Regions from separate parts of the Mus musculus genome. Here region 1 is linked to region 2. The links are chromatin contacts, called in public promoter capture Hi-C maps. All regions are on one chromosome and are shown on one strand. The core of a region is the stretch at or near the end of the contact, and the rest is flanking DNA. Distances in the headings are between cores, read along the strand shown. Region 1 holds the start of Snai1 (snail family zinc finger 1). Region 2 holds the start of Snx21 (sorting nexin family member 21).

Region 1 (6,121 bases), core at 2,566-5,065, 2.8 Mb after region 2:
AAAAAAAAAAAAAAAGATCCAAAATAACAGCAAAAGAATTGAGGGTAGGGCTCTGGATGTAGCTCACACACAACTCACACACAAGCCTGGCTTTGACCTGTAGCACTACACAGTCTAGGTTCCTGCATAAGATCTCAGCACTAGGGAGATAAAGGCAGGAGGATCTGGAATTCTAGGAAACACTGGAGAGAGAGAGAGAGAGAGAGAGAGAGAGAGAGAGAGAGAGAGAGAGAGAGAGCGCTGGATCAATAGCTCAGCAGCTAAGAGCAATAGCTCTTACAGTAGACCTGAGTGAGTTTGTCTCCCAGCAGTGACAATGTGGCCCACAACCACCTCTAACTCAAATGCCAGGGGAGTCTGGCCTCTGAGGACATCTGTACATGTGGTATGCACTCACACAGGCACATACATATAAACAGAATCATAAAAATGTGGATGGGCAGTGCTGGCGCATACCTTTAATCCCAGCACTCGGGAGGCAGAGGCAGACAGTTCTCTGTGAGTTTGAGGCTAACTTTGTCTACAGAGTGCATTCCAGGACAGCCAGGGCTACAAAGTGATACTGTATCTCAAAAACAACAACAGTAAATAAGTAAATACATTTTGTTGCCAGTTTGCAGATCAGTTTATTAAGATGACATCACTGCTAGTTACTGCAGAAGAGAAGCTACCTGCCCAAATCAGTGAGGTTCTGAAGAACTCACTGCATTAGAAACCAATGTTCAAATCCACAAGGAACTGTTCCTGATTCCCAGGGACAAGGCCGAGGCAGGTGAATCTGCACATTTACTTCAAGCTTTTAAAGAGCGTGGGGGCCACACAGTGGTCCCGTGCATGCAGGAAGTCAAAGAGCTCCTCTGTACAGCCCTCTTCTGACTGTGATCAGGAAGACACGCGCTTATCACACAACTCTAGTTGTTCCTGGGCCTTTACACACTTCTCCAGCTGTTCACAGTGCTTTCTCACTGTTGTTGGGGGCGGGGTCCCCTAATTCTTCCTCCTCCTCTTCCTCTTTGGGGTCTCCGGATCCAGTGAGCCTCTTTCATTTGTCCTTCAGTCCCATGTCGGGAGCTGGCTTGGGATACAACAAGAGCAGCCATAAATACCTTTTGGGTTTTTTTTTTTTTGTTTTTTTTAAAGAAGATTCTACATTAAACATCCCCCCACCCCACCCCCCGTCCCTCCCCCCTTCATTCTGGAAGTGCAGGAGCGTCCAGAATTCTATTCCACTCCTACTTTTGACCAGCTGCAGCTAACCGCACACTGGTTCCTGGCTTTTGCTTATCACTGTGGGGTGGGAATCATTCTGCTGTTGCATGGAATTGTACACACTCTACAGCCTGCCTTGTTGCATGGATTTTGTTGTTGTTGTTGTTGTTGTTGTTGTTGTTGTTGTTGTTGTTTTTCGAGACAGGGTTTCTCTGTATAGCCCTGGCTGTCCTGAAACTCACTCTGTAGACCAGGCTGGCCTCGAACTCAGAAATCTGCCTGCCTCTGCCTCTCGAGTGCTGGGATCAAAGGCGTGCGCCACCACGTCCTGCTTGTTGTGTGGAATTGTACATACTCTACGCCTGCCTTCCTTTCTTTTCCTGACGGGCTTCTCAGTGCTAGCCTCAAAGTCCCAAGCTTTCTAGCTCTGCCTCCAAAGTAGAAGGGATACAGATGTATCCCCCATCTGGCTGTAGCTATTGTTTGCTGCTGTATGGTCTTCTATTGTGGGTATGCAACCTGGTTAGTCCGTGTCTATTGTTGATAGATATTTGAGTGTTTTGTTTTGTTTTGTTTGGGATTTCTGCTCTCTCTCTCTCTCTCTCTCTCTTTCTCTCTCTCTCTCTCTCTTCCTTTTTCTTTTTGATATTAAGAGTACAGGTGTCAGCCAGGCCATGGTGGCACACACCTTTGATCCCAGCACTTGGGAGGTGGAGCCAGGTGAATCTCTGAGTTCAAGGGCAGCCTGGTCTAAAGAGAAACCCTGTGGGGGGCTGGGGGGGGTTATTTACAGGTGTCAGGACTGTCCTTTTGTTTGGTCTGGGTTTGAGGCTGGCCGTGGGTTCTTAGCTTTGGTTGCTCTTTAGAGGCATCCAGTCCTTTTGACAGTTAAAATTCGATGCCAACAACCCCGCCCTAGATAAGCGAATCAGGATGTGTCTGCCAGTGAGGGCAGGGCGGGCTTAGGTGTTTTCAGACACTCTTGAGGAAAAGCTTGGCTGAAAAACCCTAGGTGGCAGTCGGCCTAGGAAGGGAGCTTCCTGGGCGTGGAGAGTCACCTGTCACCCGTTAGGGGCTAAGTCACACCTTTCCTAAGCGGCATGCCAGCCAGCATCCATCATTTGACCAAGTTTTACTTTCAGGCCTCTGGCAGGTGTGAGGTTGTGAACAGGCCTCCCCTTGTGGGCTTCATTTGCCTTTCTCTTTCCTTCTTACTAAGCAGGCTTGGGGGAGGCTGAGGGGGTGGAGTGGGGGGCTGCTGAAACAAAGGATGAAAGGGATGAAAGGAAGCCTAGCCAGGTGTGGATCTGGAAGAGAAAACAGGACTGGAGGAAGGCAGGTACCAAGCAAGGCCCCGTGGTAGGAAAGCCTGTTCTCTGATCATAGGGGATGGAGAAAAGTCAAAACCTAGTCAGCTGACTTGTCCGTTGGGACGAGGGTGGTGGTGGGGCGCTGTGTGCTCTCCCTCTGGACTCAGGGAGACTCATGGATGAACTAAATCTACCCAGAGGGCAGTGTTCTCCACGATGGTTGCCTGTTGTCTGACCATCCTCCCACTCCCCCACCCCCCACCCCCAGTGCTGGGAGTCTGATTCTATTCCCTGTTGTTACCTCCAGTGCCTAGAGACTCGATGCTAGCTGGTGCCCCAGAGGTTTCCGTAGACCCTCTGCTTTATAGGTGTTTATAACCCCATACTATGGGGGTGTGGGTTTGGTTTCCGAGGCCACCCTTCCTCCCTGTGAACGTTCCAACACGATTTTCAGGAAGTCGGGAGCCTTAGCCCTGGTCCTTGCTACCTCTGCCTCGCACCTGCCCTTATTGGTGTTTCACAATGCAACTCTAAACACGTCCGTCCTCAGCTGAAAGTCCTTCCGTGACTCCCCAGTGCCTGTAAGGCAAAGTCCAAACTCCTCCAAAGACCCGAGGCCAGGAAATCGGACCCCTCAGGGTCTGCCCAACACCAACCTCATCCTGGAACCTGCTCTCAAAGGTTGGACAGGCAGAAGTTACTGATTCTTACCCCGGGCCTTTCCCCTCGGTGCTTCTTCACTTCCTCTAGGAAGTCATAGACACCCTCCCCTGTCAGGTGACCGTTCATTGACAGTCACAGCTGTCTCTCCCCACCTCCTTTCATCAAATCACACCTCCCTTTAGTATTCGAATCCTCTGTTTATTCTGTCTGTCTCTCTCTCCCACGGCCGGGAAGCCATCCTTGCGTAGGGCATCCCTGGGTAGTGTTTTGTTCAGGGCTGTGTAGACAGTTCCAGGAACCCCTAAGCGCGTGCATATCATCGCACTTTCTGGCTCCCCAGCGCCCAAAGGTCAGCAGCTCGGGGATGTTGCGGGGCACCGCGCTCGTCGTGGGGCAGGCGCGGCCACCAGGGGTCGCCCGAGGAGCTCGGAAGCCGCGCGGTCCGGTCCGGGAGGAGCCCAAGCGGAATCTCAGCGCCACGCGGCGGGAGCCCCAGCAGCCCAGGCGCACCTGCTCCGGTCTCAGTCTCCGGCCGCGCCGCCGCCAGCCATTGGCTCAGCCTTGACAAAGGGGCGTGACCAACAGTACGGTCACGCCCCCAGCCCTGGTACTTAAAGGAATTTGCTGCTGCTAGGGGATCGTAGTGTGCGGCCGGGCCTCGCGAGCGGAGTTGACTACCGACCTTGCGCGACCCGGTGACCCCGACTACCTAGGTCGCTCTGGCCAACATGCCGCGCTCCTTCCTGGTCAGGAAGCCGTCCGACCCCCGCCGGAAGCCCAACTATAGCGAGCTGCAGGACGCGTGTGTGGGTGCGTGGTGGGGTGCGGGACGCGGGCGGCTGGGGGGGATCCCAAGGGTGCTGGGGGGAGGTGAGAATCGGGCTCTGCGGGCGCGACAGGTGGATCTGGAGCTCCGGGTCTTGGCAGTTGGGATCCACCGAGGGTGTCTTTGACCCGGGACGGGGAGGCTCCGGGAGTTGAAGACTCGAAGGCGGGGGTAGCTTTGCGGAGTCCGGGCGGGGGAGGGGAGGGGCGGGCGGGAAGCCCCCCCACCTGGCGCCCCGAGAATCCGCTCAGCTGACTCCCTGCTGTCTCTTCTCTTCCCGCAGAGTTCACCTTCCAGCAGCCCTACGACCAGGCCCACCTGCTGGCCGCCATCCCTCCGCCCGAGGTCCTCAACCCCGCCGCTTCGCTGCCCACCCTCATCTGGGACTCTCTCCTGGTACCCCAAGTGCGGCCGGTTGCCTGGGCCACCCTCCCGCTGCGGGAGAGCCCCAAGGCCGTAGAGCTGACCTCGCTGTCCGATGAGGACAGTGGCAAAAGCTCCCAGCCGCCCAGCCCGCCCTCGCCGGCGCCGTCGTCCTTCTCGTCCACCTCGGCCTCCTCCCTGGAGGCCGAGGCCTTCATCGCCTTCCCTGGCTTGGGCCAACTTCCCAAGCAGCTGGCCAGGCTCTCGGTGGCCAAGGACCCCCAGTCGCGGAAGATCTTCAACTGCAAATATTGTAACAAGGAGTACCTCAGCCTGGGCGCTCTGAAGATGCACATCCGAAGCCACACGCTGCCTTGTGTCTGCACGACCTGTGGAAAGGCCTTCTCTAGGCCCTGGCTGCTTCAGGGCCACGTCCGCACCCACACTGGTGAGTGAGTGTGCATAGCTGAGCTCTGAGTCTGGGCTGTTTGGCCTTAGACCCTGGGGGGACTCAACACTTACTCCTAAGGCTGCCAAGCAGTGGACAAAGTAGATGTTGGTTGTTCTCCATTCTGTACCTTGCTGTTCGAGGCTAGGAGTGAAGAGGTGTTCCCTATCCGGGCTCAACCCACACTGTAGAAGTCAGACAGGATATTGCTAGACAGGATATTCTGCACCTGGCCTTGAATCCTGAGTCGAGAACTTCCCCAGTTTCCTCGTTTCTAAAATGTATCAGAGAACACTTCGTGGGGTCTTTGTAGAGTGAAGTGCTAGGTGCAGGTGCCACTAAGAAATGACTTCCCAGTGACTATGAAGACGGCTCAGTGGTTAGAGCACTGGCTACTCTTCCAGAGGTCCTGAGTTCAATTCCCAGCACACATGGTAGTTCACAACTTAACTAACTGCCTGTTAAGAGTCCAGTTCCAGAGGACCTGACACCCTCATACAGACATACATGCAGGCAACATACCAATCCATGTAGGACAAGAATAGAATAGACACATCTTTTTTTTTTTTTTTTTTTTTTTTTTTTAAGAAGAGAAACAAAGACATGACTTTGCTGTCCTCTCAGCCTTGGGCCACGTGGGAAGCTTCTAGAAGTGAGGGAAGGCTTCAGCCAGGCTTGGTGGGGGTTCCGGTTGGGCTGCTCTTTGGAAAGTGTGTCAGGCTTTGGGGTAGAGCTGTGCGTCTCTTGTGGTGGCCAGCATTGGGGCAGTGAGGCCTGGGGGTGGCAGGGAGGTATTTGCAGGTCTCACTGACACCTTTATTACTTGAATAAGATTACCCGTTTCCCCCCCCCAGGCACGGATTGCCTCAGATTTAACCTATAAAAGTGTAACAGGCTGCCTCTCTCCGGCTGGGTTGCTAAGCTGTGGGGCTCTACTTTGGGGAAGAGCTGAAGCCCTCAGGGTCCTAGGCTGCCTCCGACCACCCCCCACCCCCCAGGGACTTTGTTTTGATGTAAAGGCATGGCTCAGACAAAACCCTCCTTGAAATGCACCACCCAGTTCTCTAGGAGTTCCATTGTGTGTCTTAATGGTAGCCCAGGGGGTGGGGGCCTGCAGGGTTAGAGCAGGTGCACGGGGCAGCGGTGCCCAGCACCTGTTCTTGGCCGCAGCTGCTGGCTCATTGCACGGCAGGCCCCTTTAATCCAGGGGGTATCACATGTACAGTGTCCCCCTTAGTGGCCTTTGTCCCAGCCGGCCTGGTGCCGATTTCACACTTGCCAGGAACACTATGAAGGCGTCTG
Region 2 (5,382 bases), core at 2,675-5,174:
ATAGACATTCCCAAGAAAGCTCAGAGGAGCCAGGCCAGGCTAAATAAGGCCACCCCCCTGCCAGGCAGAGGATCAAGGCATGACACTCAGGGGAGTCCAGCTAGGACAGGGCACACTGGGATCATTTGCCTGTGCAGCAAACGGGAGACAAGCCTTAGCAATATCCCTTCCCGGTTTGTTCCTGTGTTTATTTGGTGAAACGAATAAGAACCAAGTCCCAAGCCGGGCGTAGTGCTCCACGCCTTTAATCCCAGCACCGGGGAGGCAGAGGCAGGTGGATTTCTGAGTTCGAGGCCAGGCTTGTCTACAAAGTGAGTTCCAGGACAGCCAGAACTACACAGAGAAACCCTGTCTCAAAAAAAAAAAAAAAAAAACAAGGCTCAACGTGCAACCAAACTGCTCCACTTTTCATTTCAACCTCTCTTCTCGCCTTGCATGCTGCTCTGCTCTGGTCCCACCTAAATACTTCCCCAAACACCACCCTTCAGGACTAGCAGGACTTTGCATATCTTAGATGCTCCCTGCCATCTTCCTCAACTTTCAAATCTCTTTCTCCTGTATCCCTTCTCCCCTACACCCCAGCTCTGTGGTTCAGGGAGAGGAAGCACGTGAGAGCCCACAGTCACACAATTACAATATAAACAAGCAAGCAAACAAATCCCCAGCATGGTAGCTGGAAGGAAGAGGTAAGAAGATAGGGAATTCGAGGCCAGCTTCAGCTACATAAGGAGTTTGATGCCAGCCTTGGATACATCTTAGAATAAAGAGAAAGAAGGTGACGGGGATGGCTTTCTCTGTGAAGTACTGGTCACACAAGCATGGGGACTTGGATTCAGATTCTCGTTAGTCATTCGGGACCATAAACCCAGCAGCTCAAGGAGTGACAGGGCAGAAGTGGAGACTAGTGGATCTCTAGTGCTTACTGGCTAGACAAATGAGCTCCAGGTAACATGTGACCTCCATGTATACACATGGGTACACTACACCACACACACACACACACACACACACAAATTATATACAAAAGTTTTAAAAAGTAGTCTATTAATTTCACTGATATATCAATGGTGTTAGGAGTGCTCTGTCTCTCTGTCTCTGTCTCTCTCTGTGTATGCACACACACACACACACACACACACATGCACGTGCGAGCACATGAATGTGCATATGCACACACTGGAACACCACAGTGCATCTGTGGCAGTTGGAGAACAACTTGCAAGGAGTTGGTTCTCTCCCTTCACCATCTGGGCCCTTGGGGTTGAACTCAGGTTGTCAGGCTTCCTGGAGGGCATCTTTACCCACTGATCTCACTGGCTTACTTATTTTGGGGGTGGGGAAGATGTCTTTCTTTTCTTTCTTTCTTTCTTTCTTTCTCTCTCTCTTTCTTTCTTTTGAAGCAGGGACTCACTACATAGTTCAGGTTGCCCCTGTTTTTTTTGTTTTGTTTTGTTTTGGTTTTTAGGTTTTTGTTTTGTTTTATTTTATTTTTTGTTTTTCGAGACAGGGTTTCTCTGTGTAGCCCTGGCTGTCCTGGAACTCACTCTGTAGATCAGGCTGGCCTCGAACTCAGAAATCCACCTGCCTCTGCCTCCCGAGTGCTGGGATTAAAGGCGTGCGCCACCACTGCCCGGTGCCCTCAGCCTTCCAGGTGCCACAATTGCAAGCATGCTGGCCATCCTGCCTGATCAGACAGAACCAGATTTCTAGCCCTACTGCTATGAACACAAGCTCTTTTCCCCTTCTTTTCTTCCTGTTTATTTATTTGCTGTTTTGAGGTAGGTCTTGAACTCCTGATCCTTCTGCCGAAGCCTCCCAAGTTCTAGAGTTACAGGTGTGCATGGTCATGCCTGGCTGACCTGAGGGCTGTGCACTCAGACTTGCGTGGCATATACCAAAGGGAAAGTTAATAATCAGCCAATAGTAGAAATAAATATGTGGTGTCTCCTTTGTCCTCACAGTCTGCAAATGCAGAGTAGTCAGAACTTCAAATAACCAGTGAGCTTAAGAAGCCCCAGCTCCCCTACTTTCCGCCACATGGGAGCGTTTCTCCTTTTCTCTCTGGGTTTCACTATGTGACCGTGGTTGACCTAGAACTCACTCTGCAGACCGGGCTGCTCTTGAATTCATAGAAATCCACCTGTCTGCCTCCCGAATGCTGGGATTAAAAGTGTGCACCACCACACCTGGCTTTTTTCTAAGACTTATTCTGTTTTTAATTATGTGTATTTGTGTTTGGGTTTTGTGTACATGTGTGCAGGAACTTTTGGAGGCCAGAAGAGGGCGCCTATAACTGCCAGTTTGGGTACTGAAAACCAAGCTCTGGTCTTCTACCAGAGTTCTTCTAAATACACACCCTTAACCACTAAACCATCTTTCCAGTCTCAGCCTTAGTTTCCTCATATTAAAAAAGAACCATCAAGGGGGGGGGGAGGGGCTGGAGAGATGGCTCAGTGGCTAAGAGCACTGACTGCTCTTCCATAGGTCCTAAGTTCAATTCCCAGCAACCATCTGTAATGGTCATCCAATGCCATTTTCTGCTGTGTCTGAAGACAGCGACAGTATAACCACATATATGAAATAAATAAATCGTTTAGAAAAATAATCATTACTGTAACTTCATCCTCTGAGACTGACATGTGACAGTGTATGAAATACTTACAAGACGCCATGAGTGCTAAAATCTGAGACCCTTCTGTTCAGTAAAGGCCAGGAAGGTCTTTCCGTTCATATCCTCCATCCCTCTCCCACGCCCTAAAAGGGGATAGGAGATACTTAATTTTGATACTGTCTGAGATAATTTTGAGGCAGGGTCTCTATTTAGTTCTGGACCTCAACAGTAAACCAGGCTGTTCTTGAACTCACAATGATCCTCCTACCTTTGCCTCCCGAGAGCCAGGGCTAGGATTAATGGCATGAGCCACAGGAGCACCACACCTGGCCTTTGAGATAACTTGTTTTATTGTCTAACTAGCCAAATCTGCCTGCTAGGTCTGACATGTAAGCCTTGGGACAGGGATCAGCAATCATTTTCCTGACTACTGCTACCCTGCAGTAAAAGATAAACTGCAGTTCTCCAAGAGAGTTATAGAGATTACCCAAGCAACCCCGCACGCGTGGGAAAATAAATCAGTTCAAGAGCTCCCACGCTAGAGATCTCTGACAAACTGGGCAACCTTGAACAAGTAACAGCCTCTCTGGATGTTTTCCTCTTTGACTACTTCCCCCAGGTTAAGTTCAAACGAAACTGGGAAGGGCTAGGTTTCTCACACAGGCACCGGACTGGGGTTTTTACAAGAGCTGAAAATTTAGTATGAGTGAAAATTTAGTATGAGTATTAGTATTCTTGTTTCATATGAGAAAACCTAGGCTGGACGAAACCGGATTTCAAGCTTCACTCAAGGGAGAGCCGAGCTCCCAAATGCCGCGAAATTACACTGTAAAGTTACATGGCACTGTATGGAGATTAGGGGTAAAGCTTGGGGCGGCCTCAGGAGACCAGGAGGGGTGGGCGAGTCCAAGAGGGGGCGCGGCCACCACGATCCGGCTGGGTTTCGGGGGAAGCCTTGGCCCGCCCGGCTGCCCTCCGCGTCCCTCCCGCAGGCAGCGGCTTGGGATTCTAACAGCTCCGGGAGAGGGAGCTGGCGGGGCGGAGGCGGAGCGGCGGCAGGAAGCAGCGAGGCGGCGCCGTGAGCTGCCTGGGCGGAGAGCCTCTTAAATCCGCCAGGCTGCTGCACCAAATCCCGGGAGCCCGCCCCGAACGCACTTGGGACGCGGTGGGTGGAGGCGCGTCCCGGCCTGCGGGAGGAACAGGGCAGAGGCCGGCCTCCCGCACGTCCCCAGCGGCCGCGGCCCGTGGGCGTGGCCTCTTGTGCCACGCCCCTGACACGCCCCCGGGTCCCTCTCCGGGCGGGGGTCCCCTCCCTCTTCAGCCCTGGACCCAGCGTGGCGCGCTCCCCCCTGGGTGCCATGGCCTCGCGGCTCCTACACCGGCTGCGACACGCCCTGGCCAGCGATGGCCCCGGGGAGGCGGCGGCGGGCCCAGAGGCCGAGCAGTTCCCTGAGAGCTCAGAGCTGGAGGACGATGACGCCGAGGGCCTGTCCTCCCGCCTCAGTGGCACCCTCAGCTTCACTAGTGCGGAGGATGACCCTGACGACGAAGACGAGGACGACGAGGCGGGCCTCGACTCGCCGCCCTCAGGAGACGGGGCATCGGGAGAAGACGCAGGCGAGTGCGGGAGGACAGACAGGAACCCCGGGGCTCGGTTAGGCCTCCCCGCTGGACGCGGTCCGAGGGCATCCTGAGTTTTCTCTCTGAAACTATTGACACTATAAGCTCTTCCAGACACGGTTTGGCTGTGTGACCTTGACTCACAACACTATGGGAATCACACCATCTCGGGTTTTTTGTAGATATTAAATGCACAGGACCAGGGAAACAAACGTGTGTGCTAGCTGCTTCGGGTGGAGGTTTAGCATCCACTGTAAGCCAGGCGCTGGGGTGAAGCACATCTCGCTTCTGTGAATGAGGTCATGGCATTTTGTTTACGTTAACTCTGGAGCTAGCCACCCCCATAATGACGGGTCATGTGCTTGTGCAGAACGAAGTCCCCCACCTGATGGACAACGGAGCAGTCAACTCCTGGCCCGCCAGCTGCAGGATTTCTGGAAAAAGTCTCGGAACACCCTAGTTCCACAGAGGCTGCTCTTTGAGGTGACCAGCGCCAATGTTGTCAAAGACCCTCCCTCCAAGTACGTGGTGAGTGAGGTTCCAGGAACCCTTGAGCAGCGAGTCTAGATGTCTAGCTGAGAGAAAGGAAATAGCACAGATTTTGGGGCGGGGGTCGTGGCCATGCAGTTATAAAAGGATGTCCTTATTTTACACCTGGGGGAACTGAGACCAGATGAGAAGATGGGTGTCAACTGAACACGTCCTCAGGCAAATGACTTAGTTTCTCTAAAACTGAGAATGTGGCCTTAGGAGTTGCCTCCTGTCCTAGTCTTGAGGTTACGAGAACTGATGTGTGTTTCTTTCTGTACCCTGTGGGTTTCTGTCAACCGCAGCAGGACACAGTATTGAGACCCAGTGGCATGGGTCAGGATTAAGGAAATGGGCTTTGGATCCAGACCAGTCTTGATTCACATCCCCTGTGTTTACCAGTGGCTTCCCCTTGGGTGGGTTCTGTGGCCTCAGTGGCCCCCAGTTTCCTCTTTTGAGCAATAGGCAATACATGGGATTATAATAGGAGGTAAATGAGGCCAGGCGCAGGGAAACCTTAGCATTGTCTGGCACTGTGATAGATTAAAACTGTAGCTGTATAGTGTCAAATTCCCCAATCTGAAATGCTTGAAAATCTGAAGCATTTGAGTGTCCACGTGAGG

What was found. Promoter capture Hi-C pulls out the DNA fragments that hold promoters and counts their contacts.
Region 1: a contact with region 2 is called in a promoter capture Hi-C map of pre-B cells, with 2.2 times the contacts expected there. The contact joins the promoter of Snai1 here to the promoter of Snx21 in region 2.

The regions. Positions count from the first base shown.
Region 1 is chr2:167,534,380-167,540,500 of GRCm38.p6, forward strand. Snai1 (snail family zinc finger 1) reads left to right here and starts at 3,816. Exons shown (of 3, transcript NM_011427.3): 1 at 3,816-3,992; 2 at 4,292-4,819. The coding sequence starts at 3,911. It also overlaps the pseudogene Gm11474.
Region 2 is chr2:164,782,097-164,787,478 of GRCm38.p6, forward strand. It overlaps Snx21 (sorting nexin family member 21), which reads left to right and starts at 3,925. Exons shown (of 3, transcript NM_133924.3): 1 at 3,925-4,228; 2 at 4,602-4,759. The coding sequence starts at 3,970.